Regions from separate parts of the Mus musculus genome. Here all the other regions are linked to region 2. The links are chromatin contacts, called in public HiChIP or PLAC-seq maps. All regions are on one chromosome and are shown on one strand. The core of a region is the stretch at or near the end of the contact, and the rest is flanking DNA. Distances in the headings are between cores, read along the strand shown. Region 1 overlaps Lrrc28 (leucine rich repeat containing 28). Region 2 overlaps Mef2a (myocyte enhancer factor 2A). Region 3 has its middle 18 kb from the start of Gm34079.

Region 1 (2,700 bases), core at 25-2,524, 320 kb after region 2:
ATGGCAGGACCAGAAGGCAACAGAAAGACACAAATCAACAGAACTACAGACACCTGTAGGACAGAAAGCAATTGCAAAATTACTTGATATCCCAATAAGAAGAAAATCAGGAAAAGAGGGTAGAAACAACTGAAAATAGTGGCTAAATTTTAATCTAAAGATCCAAAAAGCTCAATAAAGACTATAAACACAAAGAAACACCTATATTCACATCCTGTACAACACTGTTAGAAACAGACTTCTCATGTTCACGGCAGCAAGACACCTAAAATCATAAAGCCTAAAAGCCAACAAAACTGAAGTTTTGCACTAAAAATACTTAAGGTGAGGGCTGGAGAGAGGCCTTAGGGGTATTAGCACTGGCTGAGCAAGCCTAGTAGCGTGAGTCCACTCTCAGCTCACTCCACAAGCACACCACGCACACACTCAAGACTGCTGTCTGTCTCTATCTGTCTGTCTCTCCCCTGCTCCATCACAAACTAAAAAATTAAGCTAAAACAACAACAACAAAGGAACAAGAATATTTATGAGTTACATGGACTATAAATGGCGAAATGACGGATGTAAATACAACTATATAAATAACTGTACTAAGTGTAAACTGAGCCAGGTGTAGTGGCATTTGCCTTTAATCTCAGTACTTTGGAGGGAGAGGAAGGTAGACCTCTGAGTTTGAGGCTAGCCTGGTCTACAGAGCAAATTCTAGGACAGCCAACGCTATACAGAGAAACTCTGTTTTGAAAAACAAAAAAATGAAAAAGGAAATTAAAAAAGCCAATCAAATGTATAAGGATGTTAGACTGCCTCTCAAATTCTAGCCATCGACAAATACCAGGCCAGACCCCTCCATCCGTTCAGCCTGGGCAGCTTGGATTTAAGAGGGCATTTCAGTCCAACAAAAAGGCTTCTAAACAAGTTTAAGACCAGAGAGGAAAGAGGGGCCTCTGTGAGTGCTGGGTACTCCAGAGGTGCCCTTGGTGGAAGGGTCATTGGTCCTAGCAGGAAGGGAGACCCAGCAAGGTCATTCTTAGACCCTGGGTCTAGTCCAGTAGCTAGAAAAAGGGACCAAGTGGCCATAAAGTCTCAGCCACTTTGATGGGGCTTTTCCACTGGGACCCTGTTGTCAAGCCCTTGGCCTCCACCTTACCAGGTGCCATTTCTTCTCAGAAGGCCACTGCCCAGGGCCCCAGGCCGCCCCTTATGGCCAGAGACCGGTTAAAGCCCCCCTAGTTCCTCCTTGTGAATAGAACTTCCTCTGCCCTAGCCCTTACAGTAGTGTAGAAGGCCACCCCCGCACCCCCAACCCTGCTCGTGTAGAATTGCCTATAGTATAGTGTGGTGTGCTTTTACGTCATGGCAAGTGGGCAGCGGTCAGTGGGCTGTGCACAGCCGTCTGTCCTTTGAATCTCAATCTGCCTGCTCGGCCCGTGCTGTGTTCTGTGCTGTGTCCATAAGCTGCTGCGACCCCTCCCGGTACTGACTTCTCTATAAAAGCTTCTCTTCGCATAGTCACGTAGCTCCTGCCCATCCCCCTTTGGATATCTCTCCAAAGTTTTATACTCTTTTATATGGCTTTTTGCTTTGAAATTTAAAAATAAAAAAGACACGATATCTATAAGAAGCACACTTTAGATTCGAAGGCACAGCTATGCTTTAAGTCAAAGGAGGAAAAAGCACAGTAGCAAACAACAACCACAGAGAAATGAGGTTAATTTTCTAATTATCTATCTATTATAGGATATGAGTTCCTTTAAGAGATAGAGGAATATTTCATAATCGTTAAATGATCATTAATTCAGGAGAAATCAAACAATAATTACAAGTATACAGATACATAATGAAAACTCAAAATGAAGGGACAAAAACGTCACAAGTGAGAAGAAAAAGTATCATTTCAACGATGACAAGGGAGCATGTGACACACCACTGTCACCAACCCACAGAGCCACAGCTCATGAGAATGGCAGGGATACAGTCGACTCAAGCTTTGCCATCAAGCAAACTGCTCTTTTGACACCCTAGCAACCACACCAGAAAACACACTCTGTTTGAGCACATGATGCACTATCCAGGGCTAACAAGGCACTACACCATTAAGTATGTCTCATATTTAACAGGACTGAAATCATACAGAGGAGGGACTCTGACCAAATGGGCATTAAAGTAGAAAGAAATCTGGGAAATCCCCCAAATACTTGAGAATTAAGCAACATATTTCTAAATAACCAACAAGTAAAAGAAATTGGAAAGAAAATTAGAAAATATTTTTGAGCAAATGAAAACAATCCAGACAAAATGCCCAGAGTGACAGGAGGGTAACAGGGGCATGGCAGAGGGTGGCTAGAGCTTGGCAGCTCTCACTAGGAAAGCTCCAGACGTGCTCCCGAAGCTCCCATCACGAGACAATGGAGGAAAAGGAATGAACACTAACCATGGGATAAGTGCGGAGGGCAAACTAAAGCTGCAACAATGAAGGAGAAAGCTCAAAACCGGAAACTCAATGGAAACAAGAGTCAGCTCTTAAAACACGACAAAGCTTAGGCAGGACACACACTGCGTGTGCTCTCAGTTGTCATTACCTGGGAAAGTCTAAACTCCTGAGCTAGAAAACAGACCACGGACTGATTGACAGAGCCTGAGGGGTGGACTCAGGCTGGCTTGCATACAAAGAATATAAAAAGATTCTGGGAAGGAGAGGCA
Region 2 (2,941 bases), core at 266-2,765:
TGGTTAGTTCATATTGTTGTTCCACCTATAGGGCTGCAGACCCCTTCAGCTCCTTGGGTACTTTCTCTAGATCCTCCATTGGGGGCCCTGTTTTCCATCCAATAGCTGACTGTGAGCATCCACTTCTGTATTTGCCAGGCACTGGCATAGCCTCACAAGAGACAGCTATATTAGGGTCATGTCAGCAAAATCTTGCTGGCATATGCAATAGTGTCTGCATTTGGTGGCTGATTATGGTATGGATGCCCCGGGTGGGGCAGTCGCAGTCTCTGGATGCTCCTTCCTTCCTTCCGTCTCAGCTCCAAACTTTGTCTCTGTAACTCCTTCCATGGGTGTTTATGAAGTTGTAAAGAGTGTGATTGACTACACTTTTTAGCGATCTTTCTTATCTTCATGATTTCTACATTTCAACACACTCAGAAACTATCTCTGAGATTCTGCAGTTAAGTGTCATTTTAAGGAAGGCAAAGTCACACAGTGTCACACATTGGTATGACAGGTGGAGAAACAGTTCAGGCTCAGCACTGAGTCAACAATTTCAATGAGTTTTTGAGGGAGAGACTTAATCTGGTCTCAAATAAAACTAGGTAAAAATAGTGTTCAGATGGTTCTGTGTAGGCTATCCCTACTCTGGGCTTTTTAGAGTTGCATCTTCATGGCAACTTCTTGGTATGACTTCAAAGACTGTAGAAATAATGACCCTCCATACTTGGTCTGCCCACCAGCTAGATCCCTGCAAGCAGTGTGTTCCGTGAGTAAGTGACTTTCAGAACCACTAGAGGGCAACACAGTGATAGATAATTAAAGCATTTAGGACAATAATTTAAGGGTAAAGAGCAGGGTCTAGTAAAAGATGAATTATTTCAGTTTGAACCATAATGCAACCATTAGTGGCATCCTTAACTCAAGAATTTCCCCCCAAAGATATTCATTGTATAATCTAGCATCACATTTATAGCTAATCAGTGAGTATATTTCATATACCAATCCAAAAATGAGCAAGCACAGAACAAATAAAAGATCATCTCTTATTTTAAGGATAAAGAACAAAGAAACTTATTTGAAAAGAAACTGTTAAAAACACACCAGCATGCATAAACATGTCATCATAAGGAAATGAAAATAGTGGGTGCCTTTACACCCCATGCTCACATGCACTCCTAACCCCTGCCCATGCTAACACTGGAACACTCACAAGTTTTTATTCCCTTTAAATCGGAGTCATCTAATTAGACTTGGAATGCATATGATGACATCTGTTGAGTTTGGGTTTTAGTTCCCAACATAGAGGTAAGTTATTTTTAGTCAAGTTTTTTTTCCACAGGAAAAAAACAACATAAAATATGTTTTGGATAAACAGGTAAGAGCTGCTTTTAAAGACTCAAACATTCCTCGTAAGAAGCAAATGTGTGTGTGTTCAATCACAGCCACTTCTTTTTGTAAACAGGGAACCCCCTTGTGGTTCCGACTGCCTCATGCAGGATGAGATAATCAACTCTGAAAAAGGTGACCTCACCAAAAATGATGTAATCTTTTTGAAAGAAAGAAACATAACACAAGATTCTGTGTTACGATCTCAGGGACTCTGAGGGTGAAGTCATTTTCTAAAAACACTTTAATAATTTCGAAAGCCACATAAGGTATTTTGTGTACTTCCTTAGCAAAAAAAGCTTAAGTATCTTGTGTTCATGGATAGCTATTGTTTTTACAAGTTACTTCAATATGTCTTCTCCTTTACCCATCAAATAAAAGGGACCAATATATACAGCAATAAACATAAACATAACTAGGATCAGTAGTGCCAGTAGGTGGATTTCTTGATTAAAAAATGTTTGGATAGTGGAAAACAAATAGAAAAATATCTTTGTAACAAAGGAACAAAGGTTAAATAAGAACATTTAAAATAATTAGTACTATTTATATATTTTTCAACTCTGTTCAAGCAGGAAACCACACTCACCAACTCCAATTCCTCTTCCTCCGACTGTACTCAGCACATAAGAGGGATAAGAGAGTTAACTAAGACTGTTGGAACTTGCAACAAGATCTTTCTTTAGAAAAACATGGCATTTGGATTCTAGTAGCTGTTTGCAACTTTACAGAGGTTCTATACATATCAAACGATGCATATAGTACTTGCCTCTACATTATAGTTGCTTTTTCAAAATAAAGGAAAATTCTTTTAAATTCTCTAGCCAATGATTTAAAGCCCCATCCTGTCCCTTAATCCCACCTCCTCTTACATGGGTCTCTCCTACACACAGCATTGCTTCTGAGACACTTCCAAGTTTAACACTGTGCACATATACATTTAATCCCTGCATAGCTACCCCATCTGGCCAGACAGTTTGTATACATGCCTGTCTACTACCAGACTCTATTGTTAGAAAACTGCTGTGTGTTTTATTTTCCCAGTGGCCAACACATTATAAGACACAGTAAGTGTTTACTAATAAATGCTATAGTTTTGAGTAATAATATATGTTTACCATTTGCAAATAACAGTGTTCCCATGAATAAAACTATCTTAGTGGGGTAAAGCCTTGCATATGACAAAGAAGAGACTGGAAGGGAACTGTTAAACTTTAAAAACAGTAAAAATGAATAAGACAGGTTTTCTCCTTTTAAGTGGTTATGAAATACTTCTATGCTAGAAACAGTCTGCTCATTGATATTTCCTATTTCACTTGAGTAAGTCAAGTTTCTTCCAATTTGTGAAGTGTCCTAAGCCTCACTGGTTTCTCTGCAAATGAATAAACTGATCATTTACTCAACAAAACAAGCACTCAGCGTACAAGTAGGCAAATATAGTTCAGCTGCTCACTTAAACATATCATTTTGTTATCTCCAATTTACAAGACAGATGTCAAAATAATATCAAACTCTTGCTGTATGTAAAATACAGTGTAACTTTACAGAGATAAGGGTATAAATAGCTTAT
Region 3 (2,700 bases), core at 142-2,641, 260 kb after region 2:
GGAAGCTTCGTTCCATCATATGTTCCCACCATAGTGCGCTGCCTCACCACATGGCCAAAGCAACAGAGACAGCCAATCAGGCTGCAACCATCAACACTGTGAACAAAAACAACCCTTTCCCCCCTTCATAAGTAGGTTATTCAAGGTGTTTTGTTATAGTACCAGAGAGCTTACTACCATACTGTGGAGTCATGAGAGTGTAGGGGCTAGATGCCAAGGTCTCTACTTTGACTTTCTTTCTCGTTTCCTCGCTCATCCATACATGTCTGATCTTTTTGAGCTATCCAAAAGTGAGGTTTTCTTGTGGGTAGCCCTGTCCCCAAGGTCCTGTATCTTGGGTAATCTCTTGAATTCCCACAAGCCTCTACTATATTTGGCACACAGTGTTGGCAGGTCTAGCCTGTGGTTGGATATCCTCACTGCCCCTGACTCTGCAGATTTCTCTAACTTTTAAAAAATCATTTTCTTTAATGTGTATGGGTGTTTTACCTCTGTGTGTATATGTGACTCACTCACATGACCTGTCCATAGAAACCAGAAGAGGGGGTCGGATTCTGTGAACGGGGGTTGAGAGTTGAGAGTTGCTATGTGGGTGCTGGGACTCAAACCTCGGTCCTTTGCCAGAGCAATCGGTGCCCTTAACGGCTGAACCATCTCTCTAGCCCAGACTTGGTCCATTTCTTACCATGTCTGGTCATACTTGTCTTCCCTCAGTCCCAGGACACACCCAGCATCTGCTTACCTCAGAGCTGCCCACCACACAGTTCTGTCTGGAGCATTCCTCCCTGGCCGTTTCCTGTCTGACGGCTTTGCATCCTTCAGACTCTCTGGCCACATCTGCCTCCCTCACCTCCTCCTTCTTGGGAACTTGTATTCACGTGGTCCGTTTTTGTTACAGTCAGTCTGTTTTTCCCTTGGGGATGGGCCCCAGTTCAGTACAGCCCACTCCAGTCCCAGAGTAAATGAGTAAAATTTAACCTTGAATCTCTTGCAATCAGGCTGTGAAATTTTAGCTTCAACTCCTCCATGTTCTTTGTCTAATGTGGGTGCAAGTATCTGTTCCCACAACACTCTCTCAGGACTGCTAAGGAGGGATGGCATTCCGGTGTACACAGCTCAGCTTGCTGGCTCAAGCCATGGAAGCATTGGCTTCCTTCTAGCATTGGGACTTCATTATTACAGACTGGCCTTCCAAGGTGTGCCCTGCCTCACACTTGTGCCCGGCAGGAAGAAGAGGCTGAGACCCTAGAAAGGAGTGGGTGGGGGCTGGTTTTGGTGACACCTCCTAGGGGCTCTGTTCCATCGACTCCCCCCACCAGCCTGGCCCCATCCGTGGGTCTCTCCACAAAGCCCACCAAGGCACGCTCTGTCTCCCCTTGGCTTTGAGGCAAGTCATCTTTTCACACTGCTGGTGTCTGTTGTAAGATCTCCCCACTTCCCTTGCTGCTCTCTGCTCCCTGATACACTGCCAATCTGTAAACGTTGTTTTGGTTTTTTTCCTTTGTTGTTTTGATGCTGTAAAGTCTGCCTTGTTAACACCAGGTGCTGAAAAATGAAAACTTATCTTATCCATCAGCATCATCAAAGCAAGGTGGGGTAGGATGGTTTCAACTAGTCCTGAGTGTCCCAAGGGCATCTGGCCTCTCATCAATTGCCCTCTCCCCGAGGGGCACAACACTATACACGAAAGCCCTGTGCAGCTGCCCTGCCTCAGCTCTGCTCAGTGAGGTCTCACAAGATGTGCTCGAGAGCTGGCACTTCTCTGCCGAGGGTGTACCTTCTGTTTCCTGCCATTTGACTGTGAGGTTCTAAGAATAGGATTTTTTTCTGGCAGCAGAGTTTTAACCACCTAGAAAGCTTCATTAAGCGTTCCCACTGCATTTTTTTAATTGAATTAGTAGCAAGAGAGTATTTTTAGGACCAAGGTGATTATTTCATGTAACAGATACATGTCTGGATATTCTTAAACCTCTATATAGGCCAGAACAGCTAGAGAGCAGGCTCCCTGAGTCTGAGAGTACAGTGGCTTGCTTCTTAGACTCGACATCAGCATGACAGCTAGTTATTCATTCATTCATTATTTATGCCCTCAATTTTTTTTTCCCTAAGCAGAGCAGGGAGGAATCTTTAAATGAACATGTAGCTGAGTCTGGCTTCAACTCCTGATAATGAACATGTATTAGAGTCCTCAACTCTGGATAATGAACATGGATCAGAATCTTCATCTCTACCTCCGAGTGCAGATATCCAGGCGTTCACCTGAGTACAAACCTTTAGGAAAGACTTTTTGTTTTGTTTTGTTTTGTTTTGTTTTGTTTTGTTTTGTTTTGTTTTGTTCTTATAGTGTTGTACAGAGTGGTGAGTCCTAGGTGGTTTTAAGTTTCCTTTTCGTTGCTGGTCTGAGTGTGACTTCTTCCCAGACTTCAGCTGCATTTGGGGTGTGTGTGTGTGTGTGTGTGTGTGTGTGTTTCAGAGGAGCCAGGATATCATTGGGTGGAGAATTTTTGTATAAGTACAAATAGCATCAGACAATCTTGCTAGGAAGGAGCAGCAGGTTCGGAAAGCAAGCAGCCTCACAGTCAAAGCTTGGGAGTGAGCATTGTCTTGTCAGCTACAGTGGCCATTTGAAGCTGAGGTACTGGACGGCATGTTCTCAAAAAGGCTCTAGTGAAGACCACCACATGAAACATTCCATGTAAA

Evidence for each region. HiChIP or PLAC-seq counts read pairs in DNA pulled down with a chosen protein or histone mark.
Region 1: a contact with region 2 is called in an H3K27ac HiChIP or PLAC-seq map of microglia, with 6 times the contacts expected there. The contact joins two enhancer-like sites. A contact is called at or near these places in 17 of 39 promoter capture datasets (the 3T3-L1 cell line, 3T3-L1-derived adipocytes, the C10 cell line and 11 more), 2 of 15 datasets of contacts at CTCF or cohesin (both in the NIH/3T3 cell line), 51 of 484 Hi-C or Micro-C datasets (3T3-L1-derived adipocytes, the AML12 cell line, B cells and 33 more), 11 of 115 datasets of contacts at active chromatin or transcription factors (VIP interneurons, bone marrow-derived dendritic cells, embryonic stem cells and 7 more) and 1 of 9 other capture datasets (embryonic stem cells).
Region 3: a contact with region 2 is called in a CTCF HiChIP or PLAC-seq map of pro-B cells, with 16 times the contacts expected there. The contact joins two enhancer-like sites. A contact is called at or near these places in 4 of 15 datasets of contacts at CTCF or cohesin (the NIH/3T3 cell line, large pre-B cells and pro-B cells), 8 of 484 Hi-C or Micro-C datasets (CD4 T cells, CD8 T cells, bone marrow-derived DN2 thymocytes and 4 more) and 11 of 115 datasets of contacts at active chromatin or transcription factors (the 230-238 cell line, bone marrow-derived dendritic cells, cardiomyocytes and 8 more).

What each region holds. Positions count from the first base shown.
Region 1 is chr7:67,563,222-67,565,921 of GRCm38.p6, forward strand. All of the region lies in intron 5 of Lrrc28 (leucine rich repeat containing 28), which reads right to left. Among named protein-coding and RNA genes, the nearest start is that of Gm23233, 6.1 kb to the right of the region's middle. Within about 2 kb of position 1,275, at least 19 of the 459 cell types and tissues checked have an H3K27ac peak or open chromatin away from gene starts, as enhancers often do. A contact at or near this core is called in microglia, where this site is marked.
Region 2 is chr7:67,242,561-67,245,501 of GRCm38.p6, forward strand. The region is part of intron 8 of Mef2a (myocyte enhancer factor 2A); the gene reads right to left. Among named protein-coding and RNA genes, the nearest start is that of Lysmd4, 21 kb to the left of the region's middle. Within about 2 kb of position 1,516, at least 83 of the 459 cell types and tissues checked have an H3K27ac peak or open chromatin away from gene starts, as enhancers often do. A contact at or near this core is called in microglia and pro-B cells, where this site is marked.
Region 3 is chr7:67,501,775-67,504,474 of GRCm38.p6, forward strand. No RefSeq gene overlaps it. Among named protein-coding and RNA genes, the nearest start is that of Gm34079, 18 kb to the right of the region's middle. Within about 2 kb of position 1,392, at least 44 of the 459 cell types and tissues checked have an H3K27ac peak or open chromatin away from gene starts, as enhancers often do. A contact at or near this core is called in pro-B cells, where this site is marked.